2 separate regions of the Capra hircus genome follow, and region 1 is linked to region 2. Evidence: chromatin contacts called from public Hi-C data. All regions are on one chromosome and are shown on one strand. Each heading gives the region's core, a stretch centred on a gene start, on an enhancer-like site or on the middle of the called end of the contact. The rest is flanking DNA. Distances are from core to core; before and after follow the strand shown.

The links. A called contact is a pair of places that touch in the nucleus more often than the background predicts.
Region 1: a Hi-C map of blood shows a contact between it and region 2, with 6 times the contacts expected there. The contact joins the enhancer-like site here to the promoter of HPSE2 in region 2. A contact is called at or near these places in 2 of 5 Hi-C or Micro-C datasets (both in blood).

Annotation. Positions count from the first base shown.
Region 1 is chr26:32,060,251-32,064,595 of ARS1.2, reverse strand. The region is part of intron 11 of HPSE2 (inactive heparanase-2); the gene reads right to left. Among named protein-coding and RNA genes, the nearest start is that of HPS1, 35 kb to the left of the region's middle. Within about 2 kb of position 2,080, at least 1 of the 5 cell types and tissues checked has an H3K27ac peak or open chromatin away from gene starts, as enhancers often do.
Region 2 is chr26:31,383,052-31,387,940 of ARS1.2, reverse strand. It overlaps HPSE2 (inactive heparanase-2), which reads right to left and starts at 3,398. Exons shown (of 12, transcript XM_005698313.2): 1 at 2,980-3,398; 2 at 1-83. The coding sequence starts at 3,269.

The sequences.
Region 1 (4,345 bases), core at 831-3,330, 680 kb before region 2:
TTTTTTAAAAAATTAATTTATTTTTTAATTGAAGGATAATTGCTTTACAGAATTGTGTTGGTTTCTGCCAAATCAACATGCATCAGCCATAGGTATATGTATGTCCCCTCCCTCTTGAAACTCCCTCCCACCTCCCACCCCATCCTACTTCCTCTAGGTTGTTACAGAGTCCTGGTTTGAGTCCTCCTGTTTTTTGATACAACTTGCCTTCTTTGGCCCAACTTTATGTTGCCTTCCTGTTTGCTGAAGGACATTGGAGATATTTATGTCTTGGGAGAGATGATTCCCTAGTGGATGATGCTCACTGATTTGTGATCACGTGAGGCATTGGACAGTTTCCCTAGGGGATGGTAGAGCTGCGCAAAGGTGCTGTTAGATTTACCTAGTGGGGGAACGATTACTGTCTGAGATGTGAATGGCTATGGCTAGTCTTCCCTTCAGAAAGATGAGAAAGCAGGGAAAACGACAGGGGAAGGACCTGCAGCTGGAGATTTTTTGGAAAAGAACTGGTCTGATATTACCACCACTTTCTCTTATAGCATCGTTTCTTTGTGTGGCCTTTTGATGGCTTGAAGAAGCTACTCTCCTGGTGACCATAGAGACTATAGGCTCCAAAAGAGAAGTGGGAGTTGAGGGGAGGGGAATGGAAGAGAATAATAGAATCTTAGAGTTTGATGGGAAGCAGTAATCTTTCACCTCAACCTCCCACTGAGTAAGGAATCTTAAAGCACCCCTGAGATGGCCATGTTGCTCATTCTTTGATTAATAGTCTACCTCCTAAGGAAGCCTGTCCTGTCCCCAGTTAAACCAGGCAAGCCTTTGAAAAATGAGCTCATTTTGTGGTGAGCTCTTTCTCTTTTAAACTGTAGTCCCTGGTTTTCTGTCATTTTAGAGGATCCTAGGCCAAATCTGTTTCCTTTCACTTAGCAGTCCTTTGGATATCCAGAGAAAGTCCTCACAGGTTACCTTATTTTTCTTGTCTAAATCAAATCTCTCCATTTTCTTCAGCTATCCCTGCAGAATATATACTCCAGACACAGAACACTCTTCTCTGATCCATACTGCAGTTTTCTAAGTTTCCCTGGTTCTATCCCATAGGGTACAGGGCACTCACTTTTTATCTGGTTCCTAGAATGAGAAGGCAATGGCACCCCACTCCAGTACTCTTGCCTGGAAAATCCCATGGACAGAGGAGCCTGGTAGGCTGCAGTCCATGGGGTCACAACACGACTGAGCATCTTCACTTTCACTTTCATGCATTGGAGAAGGAAATGGCAACCCACTCCAGTGTTCTTGCCTGGAGAATCCCGGGGATGGGGGAGCCTGGTGGCCTGCCATCTATGGGGTCGCACAGAGTCGGCCATGACTGAAGCGACTTAGCAGCAGCAGCAGCAGCAGAGTGAGAATAATCTCTTACCTAAAGAGTTGAGATTTGAGTGTTGAGTCTCTTGACTAGTTTGCTCACCGAGATGAGAAACAGGAACCTTCACTGAGGACCTGGATGCCTGGACTATGGCTTTTGAGTGGCCTCAAGGGTGTTACCTATAGAATACCTAACGACCCAGTTCCCCAAGTTCACATGCCACTACCCTTTCAAAGATCTGAACTATTTCCAGCCTTGATGGCAATTCCAAGAGAAGAAGAATTACCCCATGTTCTCTACTAACTGAAAAAGTTTGCCAGTATCTCCCTACTCCTAAAGCCCCAGGCCAAAAGGCCCCACTGGTAGCCTGACTGGCACACTGATTTGCTTTATATCCTCTTCCTGGTTGCTACCGACAGGGGCAGCTACAGGTTCCCAGAGCTTTCCATCCCTGCTCTGGACTAACATGGCTTCAGGTGACAGCAGGAATTAGCAGGCCAAGAACACAGAATCTGGCCCCAGAGGCTTATAAAACAGAGAAGGAGACACCAAGGCTGAAATCACTTCCTAGCATTTCCTTTCATCCTTTCCTGCAGAGCCTGCTGCACTGAATCGGCACCTTTCCTGGGAGACCCGCATCCCAGACCACCGAGGGCTCCTGCTCCCACTAGCAGTGACTGAGGGGGACAGCGGGATGTGGGCGCTGAGCGTGCACACAGCCGTCCCTGTCTGGCAGCCTGCAGTCAGAGATGGCGCCGCGCGTCCTCTCTAGAATGAGAGAGGCATTAAATGAGCAGCAGCTCACAGGAAGAGGAGCCTGCTTGGAGGAGTGAAGGGCCCAAGGTTCCACAGTGAAGCAGTGGCAGGATTAGGGCCGGAATCCAGTTCTGTAGACTTTCAATTCCAAACTCTCTTTAATACAATATAGGTATAATCATATGTGAGTGTCTGTGGTTATATATGTATCTGTATGCATGGATGTGTGAAATTTTTATTTGTAGAAGGCTTCATTTCACCCATACACTCTAACTTGATTCTCACAATAACCTCGTCTGACAGGTGAGCAAGCTGAGGTCACACAGGTAAATGGTAGCAGCTGGATTTATAGCCAGACTTTCTGGTTCCAACTCCCTCTTCTTACAATTGCATGACATTGCTATTTAATTTCAGTTGGTGTTACCAAATTCCTCTTCAGGACCCCTGTGGAATGAAATTCTCTTTTTCCTGTCCCTCTCTGACAATCTAATAAAGCCATTACATAGCTCCTCAACAATATGCGGACAAGGTGAGCTACAAGACAGCATAACTGGGAAAGCAGCATATCCGTAGCCTCTGAGAGGCACTTCAGTCACTTTACAGACAGAGGCAGGACAGAAGCCAGGACGTGGGCAGTTCAGACATCGGAGCTGTAATCCTGGAGGCAGATGTAGAGTTGGGCAAACAGGGTTAGAGGTTTGTGCCCTTGGGCGATGGAGAAACAAGCTCATAAAATGATGCCACCTGCCATCATTTCTGCATGGTTTTGCGTTGATGCAAGTCTTATCATTTCTTTTTATCATAATCTTAACAAATGTCTTATCCACATATTATCTTAAAAGTCTAAGAAGAGGCCACTTTTGAAGAACATCCTTAGAGCAGTTATTCTTCTCTTCATCCCCAGCTGGCTAGAGGTCTGAGTGAGGAAAAGGAAGGCAATGTGTATTTGCTGAGCATTTACTATGTGTCACGAAATTTATACAGAAGACTTCATTTGCTCCTCTCCATGGAAAAAGTTTCACAGCTCAAGAAACTGAGGCTCACAGAGTTCAAGGAACTTGCCTCAGGACATAAAGCCAGCAAGTGGCAGAGCAGGGACTGACACCTTAGCCTGTTAGACTAAGGCCTTTGGTTAGTTTCTTCCACGCGGTACACGTGGTCTTCTGGACACAGGGCAGGCTCAGCTCCCAGTCATCTTGGGTTCTAAAGGACCCTGAACTATCATAATCACTGTTGTGGAGTCACCTCTCTGCAGGATGTGACTTTGCAGGTCACGACTGAATGGCAGTGCAAGAGTTAAGCACACAGGCCTCAGAAGATTAGACCTGGATGAGAATTTTAGAGCTGGAAGGGACTTTGCCATATATATAACTCTTGAATTTTGCAGATGAGAAAACTGAGGCCTAGGGATTAGGACTAAAGGATTTGCCCAGCTTATTTAGTGAACCAGAACAGCGTCTTCTGCCTAGAATGAAGACCAGAAACTCAGCACACCAATCGTGAACTACGGGGAAATGGAGAGAGGGGATGAAATACTCGAGAGTTCTGCTGGGATAGGTAGGCTTGAGAGCAATGGACATGCAGCCAGGAAAAAGAGCCAGTCTGTGAACCCAGGCTGCAAATAACAAATGCAGGGTGGGCTAAAGAGACTCAGTAAGTGACTTCCCAGATTGTGTTTTGTTCCCATAGCATATAGTTGGAAACCAAATGCAAGCCACCAAGGTTGCAGTGAAATGGCGAACAATTACAGCGTGAATAGTTGTGGGCAGCTGTGGGAGTTCAAGCCACCTGCTCCAAGTTTACAGCTTTGTTAAACTTGGTAAATATTAAAAGTGGAATGGGAGTGCTCCCAGTCTGTACAGCACTCATGTCCTTCCTGGGAGGCCTCCCTCCAGGATGAGGTGGCCTTAGGCTGCTTTCTGTTGGTAGAGGTCAGCGCTGCCAGAGTCTCTAGATGAGACTGAGGGCAATAGAGATGTCACAGAATCATATCATTACAGAGTCTGAAGAGACTGCAGAGCTCCCAGAAAAGATAAGGAAACAGTTCTGGAGAGGAGAAGTGCCCAAAGTTATAAAGTTGGGGCAGAACTGACTTTTATTTTTTTCTTATAGTATTTTATTTCTTTCTCCAAGTTTTTATTCACATTTATTTTTTAAATTAAATTAAATATTAATCCAAATTAATCCCCAATTAAATCTTTTAGTTAAATACAAATTTTTAATTTA
Region 2 (4,889 bases), core at 2,149-4,648:
ACTGCAGGAAGTCGGTCCTTTTGCCCCCGAAGCGCAGAAAGGCGGGAGAAAGTCCCCGGGCCAGGGTCACCAGACGCTTGGAGCTGCAGGGGTAGAGAAGAAAGGAAAGGATACGGGAGACAAGCGAGAGGCCGCAGGGCACCAGCAAATCCCTCTTTCCACTCTCTGTGGAGTTTCGCCTGGCACCCTAGCCCGCCCAGCTTTGGGCCGAGGGACCCGGCGCTGCGCCTCCTGCGCCCAGCTGGTCGCAGCCCCCTCCCTCTGGCACCCCGACGGTGCTCACCGACGGCAGTATTTACAAAGAATTAGACTGTTTGTTAACAGTGTGTGCATAGGTGGGGGTACGCTTCTGCTGAGAATACGGGACTAAGGCGCAGTTGCTGGGCTTCAGCCCCTGCCGGGAAAGCGCTCCGAAAGGAGTCGCGCAGCGCAGGGACCTCGGGCTCCGACTTTTGCCAAACTTCTAGGCTGAAAGAGGGAATCTGCCTCCTCTGCCCCAGGGGCAACCTCAACCTCTATGCAGAAGGTGAAACCCGCCTTCTTTCTCTCAGACCAGGCACCTGACATCAAGGTTTTTTTTTTCCAACGCCAGTTGATTTTCCTTTTCCACTACCTTATAACAACTGCATGCATCTCCCAAATCCTTGTCTTTCTGAGAACACTCCCCACACCCGCCTTGCACAGTAAAAGCAATGTCTCTTCGGTCCCTGAAATAATTCAGCCAGACCTCAGGAAAGGTAACGACCTTCTCTCCACCCCTCAGTTGGGCTCCATCATTTTCCATTCCCACTTGGAATCATTTGGAAGCTCTGAGGAAAGTGAAGTTTGCCGAAATGTGGAACGTGCGCGTCGTAGCAGACTCTGAAGAGCATCAGAACAATGGCATTTACAGCTATTTAGGTTCAGGATTTTCATAAATAGGTTTTTTAAAAGCCAAACGCTAATTAGGGAAGGCGCAGAGAACGAGCAATGAGGATGAGCTTAATGCTAAGGGCATCAGCTATTGAGTTTCGGATTTCTAAGTTATTTTTAACGCTTTTCTGGTTCAGGTTCTGAAAATCCAAATCCAAATGGTACTAAAGAATATCTTGAAGGCGGTGGATAAGAAAGGGGGGGGGGGCGGGGAGACAACGGACACTCCGGTTTCAGAGTTTCTGACAAAAGCTGTGGCCGCCCAGAGAAGTCCCAGTAGGGAGAAGGATCCCCTGGCCGTGGACTCCAGGACTGCGTTACCAGGCGGGCGCAATCGGGCGTCGTGTGGGCCCACGGCTGGCAGAGGAGACCACCGCTCAAGTCCGGCCCCGCCGAACCGGCGTTTCCAACAACCGTCCAGCCGGAAGCCTGCACAGCCAATGCAAATACGCCCCGCCACGGCTTCTTTCCCGAAAAGCCGCCTTCCACAATCTTTTCTGCGGCAAGCATTTAGCGAGAACAGTAAAGGTTTTGTTGTTGTTTTTAAGATAGGAAGCAAAAGAACTCCAAAGGAGTCCGCGCAGCTGGAGAATCGCGATGCAAGTAGGGAGTGTAGTCGCCCCCCCTCTCCGGCACCCCCCCACCCCCGCCCCGCTCTGCTCCGCTCCCCGTACGAGCTCAAAGACGCGCGCTGCTGCAGGAAGAGCTTCCGAAGAGGAATCCGGGCCGCGCAGAGCTGTTCCCGCCCTCCCAGCCGAGGCGCCGGCAGGAACCGAAACGGCCTCGGCAGCCGCAGCAGCAAGGACTCAGCCTTCCCGCAACGCTCGCTCCACGTGGAAGAAACGCCCCAAAGTGCGCTTCCCGCTACCTGCAGCGTCCTCCCGCCCGGCCGAGGTCAGGGGAGACCCGGAGAACTGAGGGGCGGGCACACACTAGAAGCAAACTCGAATTTCGCGGAGAGTGAAAGATACTCACGGAAGACGCACTGCGGACGCGGCCTCAGGGCAGAGAAGTGAGACTGAGCGCGCTCGGAGCTCTTCGAGGGAGCCCACAGTTTAGCTCCAATTTGGAGGGAATTTTTTAAAACTCAACATTTGTATTCGACATTGTAGACAATTTATTTTTTATTTATTTTTACAAAGCAACTCTCTCCCTGTTGTGAAGGGATCGTGGTTGCCTAACTGCTGAACAGTAATAACCGGGGAGAGGGTGCGCCCCAATTAAGAGGCCAAGCCCTAGAGTAATGTAGAATCCACAATTATAAATCTCCCGGCTTCCTAATCCACCCGTGCGAGATTCAGACCTCCGAAACATCCCTAGAGTATTTCTAGGACCCTTTCCGCTCTCCTTATATACGCTATGACCGCAGCGAGGGTTCTTTCTTTCTTTCTTTCAAGAAAAACTAAGCTATGCAGTTACCGCAGATTTAAGGAGGAGGGACTAGGGGACCATTCGGTCTATTAAAAGTATCTTTCAACGTCCTTAAGTTTGGAGAGGATAGCAGAGGATATAAAATTAAAAATCCGAACCAATTTGCCCACCGCTCAAGCCTCTGCCTAGATTGATTCTCTGTCTGGAAGTGGGAGAGAACTGACGAAACGATCTTTCCGTGGAAAACTCCACTTTCGTGCGAATCCCGCTTAAACATTCACAGACACATGCAGACACGCACTCTCTCACACACACCCATTCCTCTCGGGTCTTTGTTGCTCGAGACCTTTTTTTCGCTTTTGTAACTGCCCTGAATCTCTTGTTTCTCTTCAGAAGGAGTCCGGGAGGCTAATTGTGGATATATGTAAGCACAACATTTTTTCAGTCATAACTGATAAGTTTCTGAAATGCCTTCTGCATTGCAAACATGTGCATCTTAATAGAAAACATTGCTTTTCTCAATCACCAGTTACAGCCTCACAGCAAATATTCCTGGAGGAGGAAAACCTTTCTTCTCTTTGAGAGATCCGCCTGGTGTATTTTCTTCTTCTTCTTCCCCCTTTGGAATGAGGGGATAGGAAGGGGTGGGGGTTGCTACCTTAAAAAAAAAATGATCCATCGAAGCCCCTGCCTTACCTTAAGAAATCGAGCCAGCCATCATGAATGATGGACGGATCCAGCTGCAGAGAGAGGAAGTTCTCATTGACTGTCCTGACTGGGTTCTTGGTGCTCACATCAAGTAGAATCAGGGTCTTTTCCTTCATACCTGGAGCTCTGTCTACAGGCAAGGGTCTCCTGTCTCCAGCTTGGGAGGAAAGGGAGCGATGGAGCAACAGAGCCAAGAAGAGCGCCACCGGGGCTAGGCACGCGGGGGGGCGGGAGTTGCTGGAGGGCATGGCTTCAGGGAAGGCAGAGAGCACCCTCATTAAATCCCTCTGATTTAAACCTCTCTTCCTACAGGGTCTCGCTGGTGACTAATTGTCCTTATCTAAAGTGTGTGTCTGTCTGCCTTCCCCCCCCCCTTTTTTTTCCCTTCCTTTCCCCCCCTCTCTTGAGCTCTCTCTCCCTTTTTTTCTTTTTTTTTTTTTCTTCAGTGTTTTGGTGCTGGTGGAGCGAACTCACGCCCCTAGCCAGCCTTCTCAGAGACTCGTGCCAAGTGTACTCGTTCACCAGCACCGCCCCTTTAAGAGATTTCGACTGCAGACATTTTTTAACTTTTTAAAGGTAAGGGGGTGGAGTGGGGGAGGCGGGAAGTAAGAGGAAGGGGTGGTGTTGTACCCTCCTGATTTAACCCTCTAGGCTCGGGAAGCGGAGGGAGGGATTGAAACTATACCGTTGTAACATTTGGGGTACGGGCGGGACGTCTTGTTTTTACTTCCCTCCCAGTAAGGCTCTGGGGAGGACGATTCTAGCTGTGACCCCGACGCGAAAGCCCCTGCGCTATGGAGTTGAGGCTGCACCAGTCGCTCGCCTGTTTGCCCTGACAGCGTCAGGCATTTCGACTGCTCCAGGCCCTTCTCTTTGGGGTAAAGCATCGAGAGCAAGGCTGCTTAAGTTGCAGAGGGGTCCTGCAGTGGCGACTGTGATTCCTGCCAAAGCACAGAGAGCAAAGGGAGATTCCATGGATCCAAGTATGGACCTCTGCGACGCGCTGGACAGACACACAGAAGCCGCCCCTGACCTCGATGGGGCAAAGAAAGACTAGCCAGAAGGAACACACAGAGTGACCAGATCAAAAGGTTTATCTGCCCGTATGGGTAAAAGTCTGCCCATGGTTCCCATCTGCCTGCAGCTGAGGCCAAAATGTCTTGGGGGATTCATTATATACTGACTTAGGCCAAGTCAAAGCAACCCTGTCTGTGCTTGCCTAGTCTGGGAGGCGTTACGCCCATCTGAGCCACTGGTTTACTACTCCGCTGCAGCAGCAGAGCCACCCCCTCAGCCCCACCTCTCTATCAACCTTGGGCTCATCCCTCCCACCGGGAATTACACCTTTCTGGTGCCAGAACAGAACAGTAACACAATTAGGTTTCCAAACTCAGTTGGGAGCCAAAGCCAGAATCTTCCCACACTTAGTTCCTGGATGCTCCAGAACAGCCAAGAGCTGCGGGGTGCACCACCCGCCCTGGTTCATGGATCTCCAACCCACAGCACCCCCCAGAGTGCTACGTTGAGCCCTAGGTCCCCAGTTAAAGTGAGAGAGGCCAGACCTGGTTTGCTGCAGTCATACAGTCAGGTTCCACCTTTCGGCTTCTTTCTGGAATAAAATGGGGCTTCTACTTTGCAGATGAAGATAACTACTTTATGTGGTGTGGGGACTGCATGAGCCTCCCAGGGCCTACTGATATCAAACATGCAAAACTCTTAAAATGCAGAGCCAAGGTTTTCCCCAAGGGTTTATGAGCCAAGGGCAGCATCACAGCCACCAAAAAACAGTAAATGGCAACCTAACTCTCCCTCCTTCCCCTCAACTGAAGTTCCCTGAAGAGCTTCTACCAAACTAATCAACCAGGAAATAGAGCTTAGGTGGGTTAGACTGGGAAGTG